Linked DNA regions of Pan troglodytes: region 1 is linked to region 2. The links are chromatin contacts, called in public HiChIP or PLAC-seq maps. All regions are on one chromosome and are shown on one strand. Each heading gives the region's core, a stretch centred on a gene start, on an enhancer-like site or on the middle of the called end of the contact. The rest is flanking DNA. Distances are from core to core; before and after follow the strand shown. Region 1 holds the start of ANKRD53 (ankyrin repeat domain 53). Region 2 holds the start of MCEE (methylmalonyl-CoA epimerase).

Region 1 (5,164 bases), core at 1,948-4,447, 130 kb after region 2:
GATTCCATATGCCCACAAGATCTGCATGACCTGGGCCTAACCTCCTTGGTCTTATCCTTTGACCTTGCCCACTCTTTCCCAACACATGGTCTTTGCATATGATGTTACCTCTACCTGGAACACTTTTCCCTGGCTCTTTGCATGGCTGGCTCACTCTGTCTTCAGGTTCCAATTTAAATGTCACCTCCTTAGAGGTGATTGCTTCATCCAAAATAGATCCTCCCCCTACCTGCTTTACCCCCTACACCATCACCCCGTTTATTTTTTTCATAACCACTTCCCATGCTCTGTCAGGATTTTGTTCATTTATTTGTTTGCTAATTCACTGTCTGCTCCTTTACTAGAATGTCAGCTTCATGAGGAGAGGGACCATTTCTGTGACTCTAGCATAGTGCTTAGCACATAGTGCATACTTGATACTTTGAATGAATGCAGTCTCCTATATGCCATGCACTTTTCAGTGATCACAGTAGTCCCATGTGATAGGTACTGCTATTCTCCCAAGTTTCAGTTGAAGACACTGAGACAGAGATTCCCAAACTTAGCTGCAAGTTAGAAGCACCTGGGGATCTTTTCTGACTTCTCAAGCCCAGGTCACACCACAGACCCATTAAATCACAGCCTTTGGATTGGAACACAGGTGTTTATATTTTTTAATTTTTTTTTTTTTTAGACGGAGTCTCGCTCTGTCGCCCAGGCTGGAGTGCAGTGGCACGATCTTGGCTCACTGCAAGCTCTGCCTCCCAGGTTCACGCCATTCTCCTGCCTCAGCCTCCCAAGTAGCTGGGACAACAGGCACCCGCCACTACGCCCGGTTAACTTTTTTGTATTTTTAGTAGAGACGGGGTTTCACCATGTTAGCCAGGATGTTCTTGATCTCCTGACCTCGTGATCCGCTCGCCCCAGCCTCCCAAAGTGCTGGGATTACAGGCGTGAGCCACTGCGGCCAGCCTAATTTTTTTTATTTTTTATTTTTTGAGACAGTCTCGCTCTATTGCCAGGCTGGAGTGCATTGGTGCAATCTCGGCTCACTGCAACCTCCACCTCCCGGGTTCAAGCGATTCTCCTGCCTCAGCCTCCCAAGTAGCTGGGACTATGCCACCATGCCACCCGGCCAGGTGTTCATATTTTTTAAGCTCCCTAGGTAATTCCAATGTACACCTAAGTTTGGGAGCCAGAGTACTGGGGCATAGAGGTTGAGTGACTTGCCTAAGGTCCTGCTGTCTGCTAGCAAGTTGCAGAGCTGGGATGTAGACTAGGTCTGTTAAAGGCCAATCTTTTTTTTTTTTTTTTTTTTGAGACGGAGTCTCTCTCTTGTTGCCCGGGCTGAAGTACAATGGCACCATCTCAGCTCACCGCAACCTCCACCTCCTGGGTTCAAGCAATTCTCCTGCCTCAGCCTCCCGAATAGCTGGGATTACAGGCATGCGCCACCACGCCCTGCTAATTTTGTATTTTTAGTAGAGATGGGGTTTCTCCATGTTGGTCATGCTGGTGTTGAACTCCTGACCTCAGGTGATCCGCCTGCCTCGGCCTTCCAAAGTGTTGGGATTATAGGCATGAGCCACCATGCCCGGCTAAAGCCCAGTCTCTTTATTACACCATGTGGATTCCTGACTGCTTTGTGTGGGACCCAATCCTTGTCACCTCCAGCAACCCCTCTGCTTGTCCTGCATGGATTTGCCTGCCTGGAAGTAGGGCTGTGCCCATGCCCATGCCCGAAGCCTCCCTCCTGAAGCAGGCTGGACTCACGCATTGAGGTCTGCGCCTTTCTCCAGCAGGTAGTAGATGCAGGGGAGGGCCACGGTGGTGTTGTCCCTGTGGATGACGAGGTGCAGGGGTGTCTGGCTATTGTTGGTCAGCAGGTCCACGGGAAACTTGTACTCCTCTACCAGGACCTGCAGGCATGCAAGCTTGCCCCATTGGGCGGCGAAGTGGATGGCAGTGAAGCCCTGTGAGGTTCAGAGCAGGCAGGAGGAGGCTGAGTGGGACTGAGGTCCCAGGGTCCACAATTTATATAAATTTATTGGGGTTACCTTCACTTTCTTCCCTGTGTCCCCAGGAATGCTCACACCCTTTTGCTAATTAACCAGTGTGTGTTCATCAGCCCACCCAACCTCCCTGCCCCCAAAATGGTCCTTCCACAGCCAGAAGATGAGTTAAATTAGGAAGATCTACCCAGAAAAGGATATCTCTTCTCCAGGTGACCACTCCGAGCAGCGTAGCGGGAGAGGGACCTCGGTCTTTGCCCCAACACTCAAGACCTTACCTTGTCGTCGGTGGGGATTTCCCTGAGGCTCTGGTTCAGACAGAATCGCAGCCATTCCACGTTGCCCACAGCCGCTGCGAACAGCTGGTAGTAGCTCCCGATCGCCGTCTGGTCGATTGCCGTCTGGTCGGACTCCTCGCTGGGGCTGGGTTCAGCGCGGGGCGGGGTGAACGAGGCAGGGCGGCGCGGCGTGGCGAGGGCAGTCGCCTGCGCACTGAGGTGGTCTGCGAGGTCGGGCAGGGGCTGGCTGGAGGGCGGGGCAGTGGGGAAGCGACTCTGGGCCACGGCCCGGGCACCTCTCGGGAGGCGATCCCTGGCCCCCGCCTGGCTGGTGGGCGGGGAAGTGGGGAAGCGACTCTGGGCCACGGCCTAGGCACCTCTCGGGAGGCGATCCCTAGCCCCAGCCTGTCTCTGCGGGCTTCTCGGGCCGCAGCCTCCGCCCCCACCCGCTCCAGGCCCTGCCCACCAGGGAGGCGCTGGGCCGGGTTCTCGCTCCCCGCAGCCGGGACACCTTCTCCCGCTATCCACCTGGGCTGCTTGGACTCCGCGTCAGTCCAGGTGGCCTTCAAGGAGACTTTGTTCGCCTGCTGCATGGAGCCACTTGGAGTTGGCTGCGGCCGAGCACCTCTCCCTTCTCCCCTTTCTGAGTGCCAGCTTCCCGAGCCCGCCCGCCGAGCGGTGCTGCCCGCGGAGGCCATCGCGGGGCTGGAACTCGGACCCGGGCCGGGTGGGCTACTCACACACCCGCCGGCGCCCCGCCCCCGGGGGCCGCTCCTTGCCAGCTGGCCGCGGTTTCCCGGCCCCTTCCAGGCCGCTAGGGTTCGGCTGCCTCTCTAGCTGGAGGGGCAGAGCCCGGGGCCTCCGGGGACCCTGCCCGCCTGCCGCTCCCCACCCGCCGCTCTGCTCCCGGCCTGAGCCAAAACCCCCACTCAACCTCCCAGTCCTGCTGCCCAGGAAACTCAGCATCAAACACACAAACAAAGACACTTGGCTTTTGTTTCCGATTATCAAACTAATAAGTAGAAAACAGAAATATTCAATGTGGAAATTAAAAATTACCATCCCACCACGCACAGAAATCATGGTTTATTGCAATATATATGCATATCATGACTATTTTTTGTATCTCTTTTCGTTTATTAATAGCATTATATTACGAGCTAGCGCCCATTGTCACTCCACATACTAAACGTACATTATGACGCAACCAGAGCCCAGCGTCATAATGGATGTGCCATTGTTTCACATGTGCTGCCAAGAACGAAATGGCTCAACTCTGGTTGTTTTCTTAGAATGGATTCCTGGGAGTCGAATCACTAGGTGAAAGGGAATGAATATTTTTCAGCTGTCAATATGGGCTTGCAGACTGCCTTCCAGGAAGGTTATTATTCACTTCCACTTCCACCTGCAGTGAAGCGGGTGCGCTGCACATCAGCAGTGTGGCTTTTGGCAAGTTATCTGACTTAGTTTCTGTGGGCGGCAAGCCACCCAGGTGCCAAGGCAAGAGACCGAGGGCACGAGCTGTTCCAATATAATAAAATATACAAAATAACAAGAGTTATACTAGATCTAGATCTAGATCATAGACGTGATTATATATGAATATCGTTAATCATTAGTTTGTAGCAATTACTCTTTATTCCAATATTGTAATAATCCTCGCTCTATAATCATAACCTAGGAAAAACCAGGCCATAGAGAGATAGGAACCAGAGGGACATAGTGAGAAGTGACCAGAAGACAAGAGTGCGAGCCTTCTGTTATGTCCGGACAGGGCCACCAGAGGGCTCCTTGATCTAGCGGTAATGCCAGCGTCTGGGAAGACGCCGGTTACCAAGTGGACAGTGGTCTGGCGGACCCGGTCTGGCGGACCGTGGTCTAGCGGTAGCATCAATGCAAAGGAAAAGCACCCGCTACTTAGCAGACTGGGAAAGGGAGTCTCCCTTTCCCAGGGGGAGTTTAGAGAAGACTTTACTCCACCACCTTTTGTGGAGGGCTTGACATCAGTCAGGCCCGCCCACAGTTATCTGGAGGCCTAAACATCTCCCTGTGATGCTGTACTTCAGCGGTCACACTCCTGTTTCACTTTCATGTTCCATCCTGTACATCTGGCTCTGCCTTCTAGATAGCAGTAGCAAAATTAGTGAAAGTACTAAAAGTCTCTGATACGCAGAAATAATGGCGTAAGCTGTCCTCTCTCTCTCTCTCCCTCCCCCCGTCCCCGCCCCCACCCCCACCCACCTCGGCTGCCAAGCAGGGAAGGGCCCCCTGTCCGGTGGACACGTGACTCACGTGACCTTATCAATCATTGGAGATGACTCACACTCCTTACCCTGCCCCTTTTGCCTTGTATCCAATAAATAACAGCACGGCCAGGCATTCGGGGCCACTACCGATCTCTGCCCTCTTGGTGGTAGTGGTCCCCCGGGCCCAGCTGTCTTTTCTTTTATCTCTTTGTCTTGTGTCTTTATTTCTACAATCTCTCATCTCCGCACACGGGGAGAAAAACCCACCCACCCTGTGGGGCTGGTCCCTACAAGTTTCTACAGCAGCAAAATGGGGATAATAGCACCTACTTTACAAGGAATGAAGGAATGCAAACAATGAGAACAGTGCTAGCAGAGAAGCACTACCTGTGAATCTGCTATTACTCAAAGAAGAACTATTCAAACCATTGCTAGCATCAGATATTAGGATTTTAAGTAAATGTTCACTAATTTGGTAGTGGAAATGATGTTCTAATGTGGCTCTTTGATTACCAACAAGGGTTAAACATTTAATTATCAGTGGTTTTGTCTTCTAGGAATTCTTTTACTCACATGGTTCTTTGAGGGCCTTAATGTGTTTCTTACTGATCTGTAAAACTTATTAGCATAGTGACCCTTTATGTATGTT
Region 2 (4,922 bases), core at 1,283-3,782:
CAACTCTTTTGTAAAATAAAATTTGAATGAAGTATAAGTATAGATTCTGGCCCCCAACAACATATAAGCTGATGAGCTACACTGATATATAAAACCTGTCAACCAAGTATCTGTGAATCGGCTGTATAGATTTTAGGCAGGAAAACCATTACAAATCTATTTGCTTGGAGATATATAGTGAATTAACCTTAAATTATCAATTCTGCTAAATTATATACCACTCCATTCATTCATTCACTTATTCATTCAATGATCAACATTTGCTTTGGCTACAGTGGTCAAGGAAAACCTCTCTTAGATGTCACATCTGAGAGGAAACCTACAGATAAGGAGATAGTCTTATAAAGGTTGGGAAACACGTATTCCAGGCAGAAGAAATCCTCTAAGATGCAAATCCTCTAGAGGTGAGCTTGAGGAACAAAAAGGTGAGCATGGCTAGAGTGTGAAGGAGGCAGAGGGTGGAGCTGGAGAGACTGAAGGGAGCCAAATTATGCATGGTTCAGGAGTAAGAATTTGTCATTTAAAGTGTAAAGAGAAAACATTTTAAGCAGAGGGATGAAATGATGATTTACACGAAGGAAGGAGAAAGGGAGGAGGGAGGAGGAGGAAAGTACAGTGATTAGAAGGTTGATGCAGCATTCCAGCGAAAGGATAATGGTGATTTAGACTGGAGTTAGAGCAGTGAATATGCTGAGTATAGTTTGGAGGTAGAACTGACAGGATTGCTAAAGAATTAGATATAGAATAGAGAAAAATGAAGACATTAAAGTAGCAGCCTAGTTTTATGTTTGAGTACCTGAAAAGACAGAAGTGCCATGTACTGAGATAGGGAAGGCTTGGGTGGTGGTGTTAGGCCTCTGAGCCGAAGCTCAGCCATTGTAACCCCTGTGACCTGCACATATATGTCCAGAAGGCCTGCAGGAGCCAAGAAGTCTGGGGCAGCCGAAAAACCACAAAAGAAATAAAACAGCCAGTTCCTGCCTTAATTGATTAACCAACATTACAACATTCCTCCATTGTGACTTGTCCCTGCCCTACCTTAACTGATCAATCGACCTTGTGACATTCTTCTTCTGGACAATAAGTCTTATGATCTCCCCACCATGTACCTTGTGACCCCCTCCTCCTCTGCTAATAGATAACCACCTTTTACTGTAATTTTCCATTACCTACCCAACTCCTATAAAGCAACCCCTTCCCCATTACCATTCGCTGACTCTCTTTTCGGACTCAGCCCACTTGCACCCAAGTGAATAAATAGCCTTGTTTCTCACACAAAGCCTGTTTTAGTGGTCTCTTCACACGGACGCGCTTGACAGGTGGAGCATGGGAAAAGGACTTCAGGGGATGGCAGAGTATAGGTGGGTAGAAACAACAATTCTATTAAACAGACACAACAGCTCTATTTTGGACGCAGTGAATTTGAGATGCTTGACAGTACCAAAATTTTAAAAATCGTTAAAAGTTGTACAGTGCGGATATCCCAGTTGCGTGCTACGGAATTCAAACTAAGCTCAGTCTGTAGTTGCTGTGAGCTGGGAACTCAGGGAAAGGTTGGGGTTTGAAACATAAATGAGTAATAATTTCATAGATCACATTTTAAATTCTTCGACAAAATACATATAAAACGCTTGTGTTGGGAAGAGACATGGAAGTTCTATTTCTGAAGAAGCTTAGTCATGGGGGGTGGACAGACAAGTGACAAGTTCGTACTTTCAATAAAGTATGCTAAGCGTTAAGTGCTTTGGGAGCACATAGGAGGAAGGAGAAACCAACAGGCTGTGTGTAGAGGGATGGGGGCGTAAGAAGCCCAAGGGAAGCTTCTAGGTGTTAATAATTGAGGTTACAGTGATTTCAATAACACTCAACTGAGAGATCCATCTATACAAATTTTAACAGTTTTTAAAATTTTGATAGCCTAGGAAAGCATAAACTCTGAAATTTGGGGAAAAGCGATTTTACGTTTCCCCTTAGCTTCCCCCAGCTCCACAGTTTGCCGGAGGCCTGCAACCCGCGTCCACGTGAGACCCCGCTCGCACCCCGAGCCCGGGATCTGCGCACTTACGTGAGGAAGCACTCGGGCCGACCCGTGGCTTTGCCGACTTCCGTCAGACACCGCTCCAGGGTCCGTCGACGCCAGACCTGCGGCGCCATGGCTGTCAGCAACTCCCGACACAATGCAGCATGCAAGGGAAGGGAGCCGCCCGGAAACCGCGCGGCAAAGATGCGCCCAGCGCAACTTGGATTTCAGAGCCGAAAGTTCCGCGGCGCACAGGTTCCGGACTCGCCCTCAGCCAGAGCCAATGGCAGCGCGAGCGCTTTCGCAGGAGGGTGGGAAACAAAAATCTCCATGGTCAGCCCAAACGCCTTTCAACTCTCTCCAAACTTCGTTTTGTATTTTTCAGGGGCCCACAAAGGGTGACCCGTCCTGGCCTTACGTTTCTGTTTTAGCTAAAGTAGGCGCGTTGTAGCAGGAAAGCAGCGACCTTCGCCACGCCCCTGACCTTTCTGTCCCCGCCCCCTCTGCCTCCCGCCCCGCCCTCTGCCGCGCGTCTCTCACCCTCCGTGGCTAGTCTGGACGTGGCGGGTTGCTTTCCAAAATGGCGCGGGTGCTGAAGGCTGCAGCCGCGAATGCCGTAGGTGAATACCGGGCACCGGCGACCTTCGCCATGGGACAGGGCGCGTGGGAACGGCGGTCGGGGGCGGAGGAGGCCTCGGCGTGGCCAAAGCACCTTGATCTAATGTCCTCCCCCGGGGGCGCGTTCCACAGCAGCTGCTGTCACTTAGGCAGAGGGTGCCTTCCAGAAGCGCCACCGCTTAGTAGCGGGGATTGCCTTGTGCATGAGTCCCATTTCCATCCGAGAGCTGTGCGCCTTGGGCTCTGCACCTTCCAGTATGTGGGCGGGAGAGTCGAGGGAACTTGCCCGGCAGGTCAGGCAGGGCAGGGACAGAAGTAAATAGAAGCGGATCGGTAAGTTATTTTACCGCGCACCAATAAAGAGACTGGGGAGAAACCAGAAAGGAGAGCACGTTCTGTAAAAACAACAACTACTAGTCGGCCGAACTCCAAGCGTGACCAGCTTTCTGTTGGGAACACTCAAAGGTCAGTGGTGTAAAGAATACAAAAGGAGTGGTTTTTCCACGTGCACTAATATATTTATCGCGTACACAGATAAAAGCATGTGGATTTGGAAACTTTCTTGAGTTCTCTCCCCCTTCATTTTTTAAAAAAATATGTACATAGAATCAGTTATGACAGAAATAACTGTAATAATTGTCACGTTTTCTGACTCACTTTCTCCTCTTTTTATCCTTTTTTTTTTTTCTCTTCCTCCTTTTATGAGAGGGCAAGTATTTCCCTTAATCTGAGATTCCCTGTTAGGAAGAAGGTGCCAAGTGGTAATGCCCCAGAGTTACTCCGGGACATTCGTGATAAATCCTTCTAGCACCAGAGCCCACATTCTTAACCGTAAGGCATACCTTCCTCTTAGGTGATACACAAGATAGGAATGTAAAACTATAAATAAATGAATATTTGGGAAAAGGCATTTTTATGTCTATTTTTAGAACTGCACACTTTAATGATTGACAGTTTGGGAAAAAGTATGACTTCCAACAGGTCATACACATACTGCAAGAACTCAATACAGATAAAGGTGCATGTTTGTTTTGTACTTACATACACATCTTGGCATAAAGGAAAAATGAAGACAGTGTATTCCAAAGATTGCCTTTGATTTGTCCTATTAAGATACTTGAAGCTTAATGTCTCCACTTGTGTGTGTGTGTGGTTGAATATACATAAAGTAAAATTTACCTTTTTTTTTTTTTTTTTGAGACAGAGTCTCACTCTGTTGCCCAGGCTGGAGTGCAGTGGCGTTAGCTCACTGCAACCTCTGCCTCCCAGGTTCAAGCCATTCTTCCGCCTCAGCCTCCCGAGTAGCTGGGATTACAGGCACCCGGCACCACGCCCGGCTAATTTTTTGCGTTTTTAGTGGAGACGAGATTTCACCATGTTGGCCAGGCTGGTTTGGAACTCCTGGCCTCAGGTGATCCGCCCACCTCGTCTTCCCAAAGTGCTGGGATTACAGGCGTGAGCCCGTCTCTACTAAAAATACAAAAATTAGCCGGGCGTGGTAGCACACGCCTGTAATCCCGGGTACTCGGGAGGCTGAGGCAGGATAATCGCTTGAACCCGGGAGGCGGAGGTTGGCGTGAGCCAAGATCGCGCCACTGCACTCCAGCCTGGGCAACCAAAGCGAAACTCCGTCTCAAAAAAAAAAAAAAAAAAAAAAAAAAAAAAAATTGCTTTTTAAGACTGAATAATATTCCATTGTGTGTGTATACCACATTTTGTTTATCCATTCGTCTCTTGATAGCCATTTGGGTTATCCCCACCTTTTGGCTATTGTAATACAGCTGTGAACGTGGGTGTACAAATACTTCTGAATTCCCGCTTCTTTGGGGGTGTGTATACTCATAAGTGGAATTGCTGGATTACATGGTAATTCTATGTTATGGCCCCTTTTTTAAGGAACATAAAACTTCACCGAAAAACAAAAGCACAGAAAAATCAGAGTGAACACGTAGAAAAGTTCTGAAAATGGAAATTGAACCTGTTAGGTGGGAGACAAGAATGACCAACTTACATGACTGCATAGGTTTACTTTCGTTAATCGTCTGTAAATGGGCTAACAGAAATGTAATCTGTTTACTTACTGTAATGAATAAAAAAAATTTGATCATAGTTTGAAACAAGATGAAGATATATATATGGTGCTGTGAAATTAACTGGTCAAATGTTTAAGAGAAAACTTACCAGACTAACTTGAAAGCACTTCTAATGAATGACTTTCTAAATACGTATGTTTCCTCAAACCAGATATTCAGTGAAAATTCAGACTTATGTTCGGCCAGGCGCG

What was found. HiChIP or PLAC-seq counts read pairs in DNA pulled down with a chosen protein or histone mark.
Region 1: a contact with region 2 is called in an H3K4me3 HiChIP or PLAC-seq map of stem cell-derived excitatory neurons, with 2.9 times the contacts expected there. The contact joins the promoter of ANKRD53 here to the promoter of MCEE in region 2. A contact is called at or near these places in 1 of 7 Hi-C or Micro-C datasets (stem cell-derived neural progenitor cells) and 1 of 1 datasets of contacts at active chromatin or transcription factors (stem cell-derived excitatory neurons).

The regions. Positions count from the first base shown.
Region 1 is chr12:51,742,428-51,747,591 of NHGRI_mPanTro3-v2.0_pri, forward strand. ANKRD53 (ankyrin repeat domain 53) reads right to left here and starts at 3,198. Exons shown (of 6, transcript XM_515534.8): 1 at 2,798-3,198; 2 at 2,270-2,516; 3 at 1,753-1,952. The coding sequence starts at 2,967.
Region 2 is chr12:51,610,199-51,615,120 of NHGRI_mPanTro3-v2.0_pri, forward strand. It overlaps MCEE (methylmalonyl-CoA epimerase), which reads left to right and starts at 2,533. Exons shown (of 3, transcript XM_515538.9): 1 at 2,533-2,640. The coding sequence starts at 2,601. It overlaps MPHOSPH10 (M-phase phosphoprotein 10), which reads right to left and starts at 2,536. Exons shown (of 11, transcript XM_515539.6): 1 at 2,066-2,536. The coding sequence starts at 2,154.